2 separate regions of the Rattus norvegicus genome follow, and region 2 is linked to region 1. A link is a contact called in public HiChIP or PLAC-seq data. All regions are on one chromosome and are shown on one strand. The core of a region is the stretch at or near the end of the contact, and the rest is flanking DNA. Distances in the headings are between cores, read along the strand shown.

Region 1 (3,348 bases), core at 633-3,132:
TGGCTCCAGTTTCAGGGGGATCCAACACCCTCACACAGACATACATGCAGGCAAAAACCAATGCATATAAAGTAAAAATAAATTGCACATACACACATATATATGTATGTATGTAATGTATGAAATGCTATCTTCATAAAGTGCTAGTATTAAATGAACAAGGACAATGTAGATGTAGAATCCCTGAAAATATTTCACGCAGATGTCAAAGAAAACAATAGGTGATTTTAAGAACAGAGTAAAAATAACATGTCAAAGGAGATTACAAATCAGGCAGTCAAGTTGCTTGACAAGTGGACATCCATTTTCTTTTTCTGTTTTTTCAAGACAGGGTTTCTCTGTGTAGCTCTTGCTGTCCTGGAACTCTGTAGACCAGGGAGCCTCAAATTCAAGAGATGCCTCGTGCCGGTATTAAGGGCCTATGCCATCACTGCATGGTCAGTTTTGTTTTTCTCAACTCAGCAACGGAGAATCATGAAGGTTTCTTTCTTCTTTTTTTATTTGGGATGTTTCTTCAATGAAATTTTGTAGTGTGCAGAAAAAGACAGAGCTCCCATGCTTGTTTTGGCTTGTCAGTTTTTGTTTTCTTTTCTAACTTGTAACCTTACCAAAGTGTGCAGGCCATACCTCTGTAGATCATGGAACTTTTTTTTTTCTTTTTTTCGGAGCTGGGGACCGAACCCAGGGCCTTGCGCTTGCTAGGCAAGCGCTCTACCGCTGAGCTAAATCTCCAATCCCGATCATGGAACTTTTAAAGCTTGTAGCTTAAGACAAATTGGACAGCACTGTTTTAAAGGTTTTGTTGTTGTTGTCAGATTGTTAAAATATTAGGGAAGAAAATGAAATTCCAAGTGGATGTTTTCTGGAGTTCACTATTTTTGGTTCAAACTTTAGATTCTTGGAATAATTTTCTTGTACTTTCTTATAAAAATATGCTTAGTTTCCTCTGAGGTCATTGGATACATCTGCAGAATAAGGGCTTCCACAACTGCTTCCACAGATGCTCTTCTTTGCTTATCAGGCTCCACACTTCTACTTGCTGGTATTTCCCGACCTTTCTTACATAGAAATTAAGCTGTCTTTGGATTGTTGAAATACTGCTTCCTAGTTCCCTAGCCAAAGAAACGTGTGGTGCTACTTCCTTTGGTCACATTCCCTCCCTCACCAGGAGGGCAAACCCAAGGGTAGGCGCCCTTCATTTGCTGCATTGGATGTCCTGGAGCTCGCTCAGTAGACCAGCCTGCCTGTCTCTGTCTGCTGTTGAGCTGTCACACCCGGCTTCTAACACATCTCTTTTAACGTTAATGTGGAACTTAATTTAGGTCTGTTTTCCAGTCCAAAATTCGAACGTTATCAGGATCACTCAAACCCCCCACAGCTGACATGCTTCTGTAATCTTCGAGTTCCGGTTTTCACGAGTGCCTGACGATGAACTACCACCACCTCTGCAGGTAGACCGGGTCTCGGCAGTCATCAATTTGTGTGCGCACGCCCTTCCACCAAAGTATGACTAAATACTGCGATGGACAGAAGCCATTCCCTCAGCAAACAAATACACACGTCAGAGGATAAGACAACTCGGAGGCTACGTGGGACAATCCAACAGCACGAGCACCCTTCTTTCACAGTGGAGCAACCCCACCCCACCACACACACCGGAACTGCCTCCTCCGCACCCGGCGCGCCCACACACGTCAGCACTGAGGCTGCGGGAGCCGCCCCCCTCCGACGCAGGTGGCCGGCGCGACACGCGCATGCTCACTAGGTAGGGTCACGGGAGGCTCCGGGCGCTACAATCTGTTGCGCCGCCCTCCGGAGCCGGCAGATCCGGGTCTCGTGGCTAAGAGTGACGTGGTCTATCGAATCCAAACAGAGGGGAGGAGGCCGGCGGCCAGCAGCAGAGGCAGCTTCAGCGGCGTCCGGAACGCTCCCGGCCGCCACCCTCCCCGCCCGCCGCTTGTTTGGGCGGGTGAGTGTCCCCCTGGCCCACCGCCCTCCTCGGCGACCCTCTTCGCGTTGCCACTTCTGTGGCCGCGCGTGCCCGGGGACCGCTGCGGCAGACCGGGCGCCTCTAGCTGGGCGCTGCACCTGGGGAGCCCGCAGCCGCTGGCCCGGCAGTCTGCAACTGGGCTGGCCAGGCACCCGCAGCCCGGGTGGTTTCACTTTTAGGGCCACATAGGCGGCGCGGGCGTGCAGGGGATTGGGGACAGTAACCCCGAAAGCCGGGCGGTGGCGTTTGCCTGGTGGGTTCGATGAAGTCACCCGGACGCGGCCCTTTGTTGTGTGTGGTAGCTGCCATCCTGAAAGCCAGAGCTCTCCTTTAGCCTCCATTGTGTTGCGGATTTAAAGGATTCCCCTTTTCTGTTGGTTCAGTTTGTGGAGCCGGGGCTGACAATGGAGCAGGTAGCAGCGCCGTTATTGGAAGGAATGCGGGGCAACAGCCTGGCAGTGGTTTGAGATCGGTATCGCTGCTTAAAGCCGAAGTTTTCCGAAGTGGCTGGTTAAACGTTAGGATTTTAGCCAAGATGATACTTGCTAACTGTAGAGAGGCGGCAGGATGCTTTTAGTTGCCCCAGTTGGAAAAGCCGAGGATGCGGCCTTAACGGAATGCCCTGGGTTTACATCTGGAGCGCCTGATGAGCGTAAGGAAGAATTTATACCTGCATTTGTGGAAGACACCCTCCGGGTTTTATGCTGTGGTGTTAGTTGGCAGCTATTCGTACCAGAATTTGGAGAAACCTGCAATTTCCCAAGGATTCTAGTCTGGAAACGCTTAGGAGGCACTCTGCTGCCCCGTGTCTGATGTGGAGGTTAGGGGAAGCAGCTGCGTGCTCCTGCTTCAGGTGACTCACTGCTCGCGCAGATTCCTGTAGTGTAGCCGCCCACCCTTTTGCCCTCCGCACTCAGTCCCGAAAACCATGCCTGGATATTCCATCGTGATTTTAAAAAGGGACATTTCCCCCTCTCCAAGATACTTAATTAAAGCGTTTCTGTGGAAAGCAGCAGGAAAGAACGATAAAAACAGATTGATTGCTTTCCATCAAATCTGGACAGAATTCTTAGGAATTTAGACCCCTCTCTTTGAAGGGTGTACCTTTGGTCAGTAACAGACCTCTTATCAAATCTTTTCCTCCCGTATTGGTCGTGGGTTTTTTCCTTCTACCATACTTGGAATCCTGTTGATATAGATAAAGGAGAATTTTCTTTTTGCACTTCCCCCTTTCATATATCTATATCTATAGATATAGATATAGATATGTATATACCCACTCTTTTTCTATTCTAAAACAATGTTTTTTTGTTTTGCGAAATGTTTTTGTGATGATTGGAGGAACTGTTGATAGAAGT
Region 2 (3,348 bases), core at 244-2,743, 66 kb after region 1:
CTCAATGGTATTTGTTTGCATGTTTGTCTTTGTGCAGGTGTCAGAAACCCTGGAACTATGCTATATTAGATAGTTGTGAGCTGCTATGTGGGTGCTGGGAATTGAACTCAGGACTTCTAGAAGAGCAACCAGTGTGTTCTTAACCGCTGAGCCACCTCTTATCTTGCTTTTTCTCTTTTTTGATTTCAGTCTTAAGATGATCCTTAGTAGCAAAAGAAACAAAACAAACCTTCGCATTAAAAGTGGGCGTGCCAGTAATCATGATTCCTGGGAGGTCAAGTAAGGGAATCACTGAAGGTTTAAGGCCAGTCTGAACTATACAGAGAGTTCCAGATCTGCCACCTCTACACAGAGGCCATGTCTCAAAAGACTCCCGTGGGCAGGCTAACTAATTTTACTTTTTATGTGTACAGGTGTCTGTGTGTGTGCCACGTTTGTGCTGGTGGACAGAGCATGGACACCTGGAGCTGGAGTTTCAGGCAGTTTTGAGTCTCCGGATGTGTGTCCTGGGGAGTGAACCCCTTAGCCCTTTCTCTAGGTGGCAATTTTGCTCTTTTTATCCATTTGTAAGGATTGGAGACAGTTCAGTGGTAGAATGCTTAGAGTTCAATCTCTAGTACCACATATACACACGCAAATACACACCCACACATGTCTACGTTGCATACGCCTTGCTATGCATCATGCAACCTCCCTTTAGAATTTGGCTGGAAAGTTTTCCTGGAAAATACGTCCTCCGCCCTCCGGGCGTAGGCGCGGGGTTCTCTGGCCTAGGACCAACGGGGAGACACTGCTTCAGTCATTATGGAACTCAACATCGTTTCGACCTGAGGCATCTCCTTCCCAGACCCGGAGTCATAGGGATGGGACGTGACTAAACTCTGGGCAGCTGTCTGAAGGGCGGCAGACCCAGGGGCTTGAAGGGCAGCAGAGGCCCTCCATCAGAGTCCGGTGGCTGAGAACCGAGCTCTGGCTCCAGGATAAGCGGAAGGCCAGAAAGCCGGAAGACCTTTCTGTGGGCTCGCCTCCCCCCACCCCCACAACCCCAGGCCCTGTGATCACTGGTGGTTCATTTGGCACGCGCGAACCTTCCTCATCCCAGATTCCAGGGACCCAGGGGAAGAAACACGGACCATAACGACTAATCCGGACCACAACACCCACTCCTGCAGCCGGTCGGTTTAGCGGGACCCGCGGCGCACGCAGCCACGCCCAGGGCCGCTCGCTGCGGGCGGGGGCGGAGCCCGTGAGTTGGCTCCAGCTGATTCGCCTTGTCTCCACAAGGGGCGTGGTCATACATTTGGGCCCGCCCCCTACACCCCTCTAGGTCCAGAAGGAAATAGAGGCCTGCCCAGGGGCCTGGAGCGAAGGGAGGCGGGGCAGTGCGGGGCGGTGGCCGAGTCCAGAGTCCCGGGAGGCCTGGTTGCAAGGGAATGAAGCCTCCGCCTTCCCCAGCAGAAGCATTTAAATACGGCCGCGGGCCCCCGCCTCGGGGAGCGGCGGGCGGAGAGGTGTGTGGAGCTTGTGGCTTGGGAGGAAGGCGCTGTCCGAGAGAACGTGATCTGCGCGGCCGCTGTGTCCTGGCCTTGGAAGTGGGTAAGCACCAATCCTTGCGGGCGTCCCCTTTTCGCGGCCCGGGTGTGCGCGCGGTCCCGGCCGCTTCCCGCTCTTGGAGAGGCTCCCTACTGCACCATCCTTGTCCTCCTTTTCGGGCCCGGCGGGTATCACGTCGTGCGCTTGCAGGAGATCAGACGAACCGGGCTTTTAATTCGCAACTCGTGTATCTTCAAGCCAATTCTCATTCTTTCCATTTTCCGATTTGAAACGTACGAGATTTTCCCGCCGGTTCAAACAGCCAAACGCCCCCCGCCACCCCGAAGGAAAGGGTCCTCTCTGTAGGGCCTAATGGGCGCTTCATAGTCCTAAGCTTTGTTGGGGATTAGAGTCTGCTCACCTGGGCTGCTCTCCTCTGGTAGCCCCTAAGTAGAAAGCAAATCCTCTTGAAGATGAAGCATTTATCCTATGTCCTGGGGGTTGGGAGGAAGGGATTGGCTCCTGCAGTCCATTGTTGGCCTTTGGACATATGTTTAGACGTTCTACTTAATGTCAGGGAAGGCCTTTCTTGGGGGCTTCAGAGACCATGTTTTTGTGAGATCTTGAAAATCTTCACATACTATGTGTAATTGAGTAGGGTTGGTTGAGAAATCTCGTATAAAGAAAGGAGGGGCTGGCTGGGAGAGAGCTCATATGTGGGGTACACAGAAGACTAACTGTTCATCCACTCACCTCAAAGGCCAGTCTGAGGTTTTTTTCAAATCCCCTAAGAAATGGAGAACAGTAGTCTGGTCTGTTTCTTCTGAGGGGTTCTGGACTTGAAAGAGCTGAGTGTTTCTGCTGTGAGCTGCGCTTTTGAGCACTCAGCTTCTAGTCTGAGCTGAATGCTACACAACCTTGGTTTGGAAAAGACATTCCCCCACTCCCCAGCTTGCCCCCCCCTTTTTTTATCTCTGTATTGCTTTCTCTGTTATAAAATCTCTACCCACTAGGCATGCTCTCTCTTTTCTGGAATTTCCACAGTGTGTATCATTCCCGTTAGACATAAAATTAAGTCTTTCACAATAGTCCCCCCCCCATCAGGAATCTTTTAAGTGTGCCTCCAGGAAATGACTGAGATTGGTGTATCCAGCTGCCTTATCATGTCTGCTGTTTAGTTCGTTCTCCTGTAACTGGGAAAGGGGTGGCAGACGGATGATATTCTGTTCAGATTGCAGTATAGGACATTTGTTGGCTGTTAGTGACTGACATCTTGTAGGTTGAAATGCTTATCTGAATTTATGAGATTTTCAGGATGGTATGGTATATTGTGGATCCCAAAATGTTTTTTGAGGTGAAGACTCATTTCAGAATGCCTGTGTAAGCAAACAGGCCCACTTTTCTGTCAACACAGTGAGGGCTAGAGCATATAGAAGTAGAATATGGTGAGACGAGCCTGCTGGTTAAAGCAGTTGTGGCACAAGCCTGACAGCCTTGAACTCGATCCCCAGAACACACAGCGAAAGGAAAGCCTGCACCCCAAAAGTTGTCCTCTGACCTCCACGTGTGCCAGGCCTGCATATCACCAAACAAAACACTAAAAGGAGGAAGAAGAAAAACAGAATCAGAAACATCTGTCATAGAAGCTGTATTGATAACATTGTATCAAACTCCGTTTTAAAGTTTATTTAGGATTCTTTTGAAACTTCCAAGTGACTTTATTTGATTTGCATTGACTATACTGTATCCTTCTTCTTAAGTAATTTCCCATTGTCTTGCATACGCTGTACTTCATAAGAAAACTAGCCAGGCCAG

The links. HiChIP or PLAC-seq counts read pairs in DNA pulled down with a chosen protein or histone mark.
Region 2: an H3K27ac HiChIP or PLAC-seq map of oligodendrocytes shows a contact between it and region 1, with 2.4 times the contacts expected there. The contact joins the promoter of Ugdh here to the promoter of Smim14 in region 1. A contact is called at or near these places in 1 of 12 Hi-C or Micro-C datasets (mammary epithelial cells) and 1 of 1 datasets of contacts at active chromatin or transcription factors (oligodendrocytes).

The regions. Positions count from the first base shown.
Region 1 is chr14:43,135,127-43,138,474 of GRCr8, forward strand. It overlaps Smim14 (small integral membrane protein 14), which reads left to right and starts at 1,883. Exons shown (of 5, transcript NM_001037792.1): 1 at 1,883-1,969. The region is part of intron 1 of Rplp2l3 (ribosomal protein lateral stalk subunit P2 like 3); the gene reads right to left.
Region 2 is chr14:43,201,025-43,204,372 of GRCr8, forward strand. It overlaps Ugdh (UDP-glucose 6-dehydrogenase), which reads left to right and starts at 1,494. Exons shown (of 12, transcript NM_031325.2): 1 at 1,494-1,596. The region is part of intron 1 of Rplp2l3 (ribosomal protein lateral stalk subunit P2 like 3); the gene reads right to left.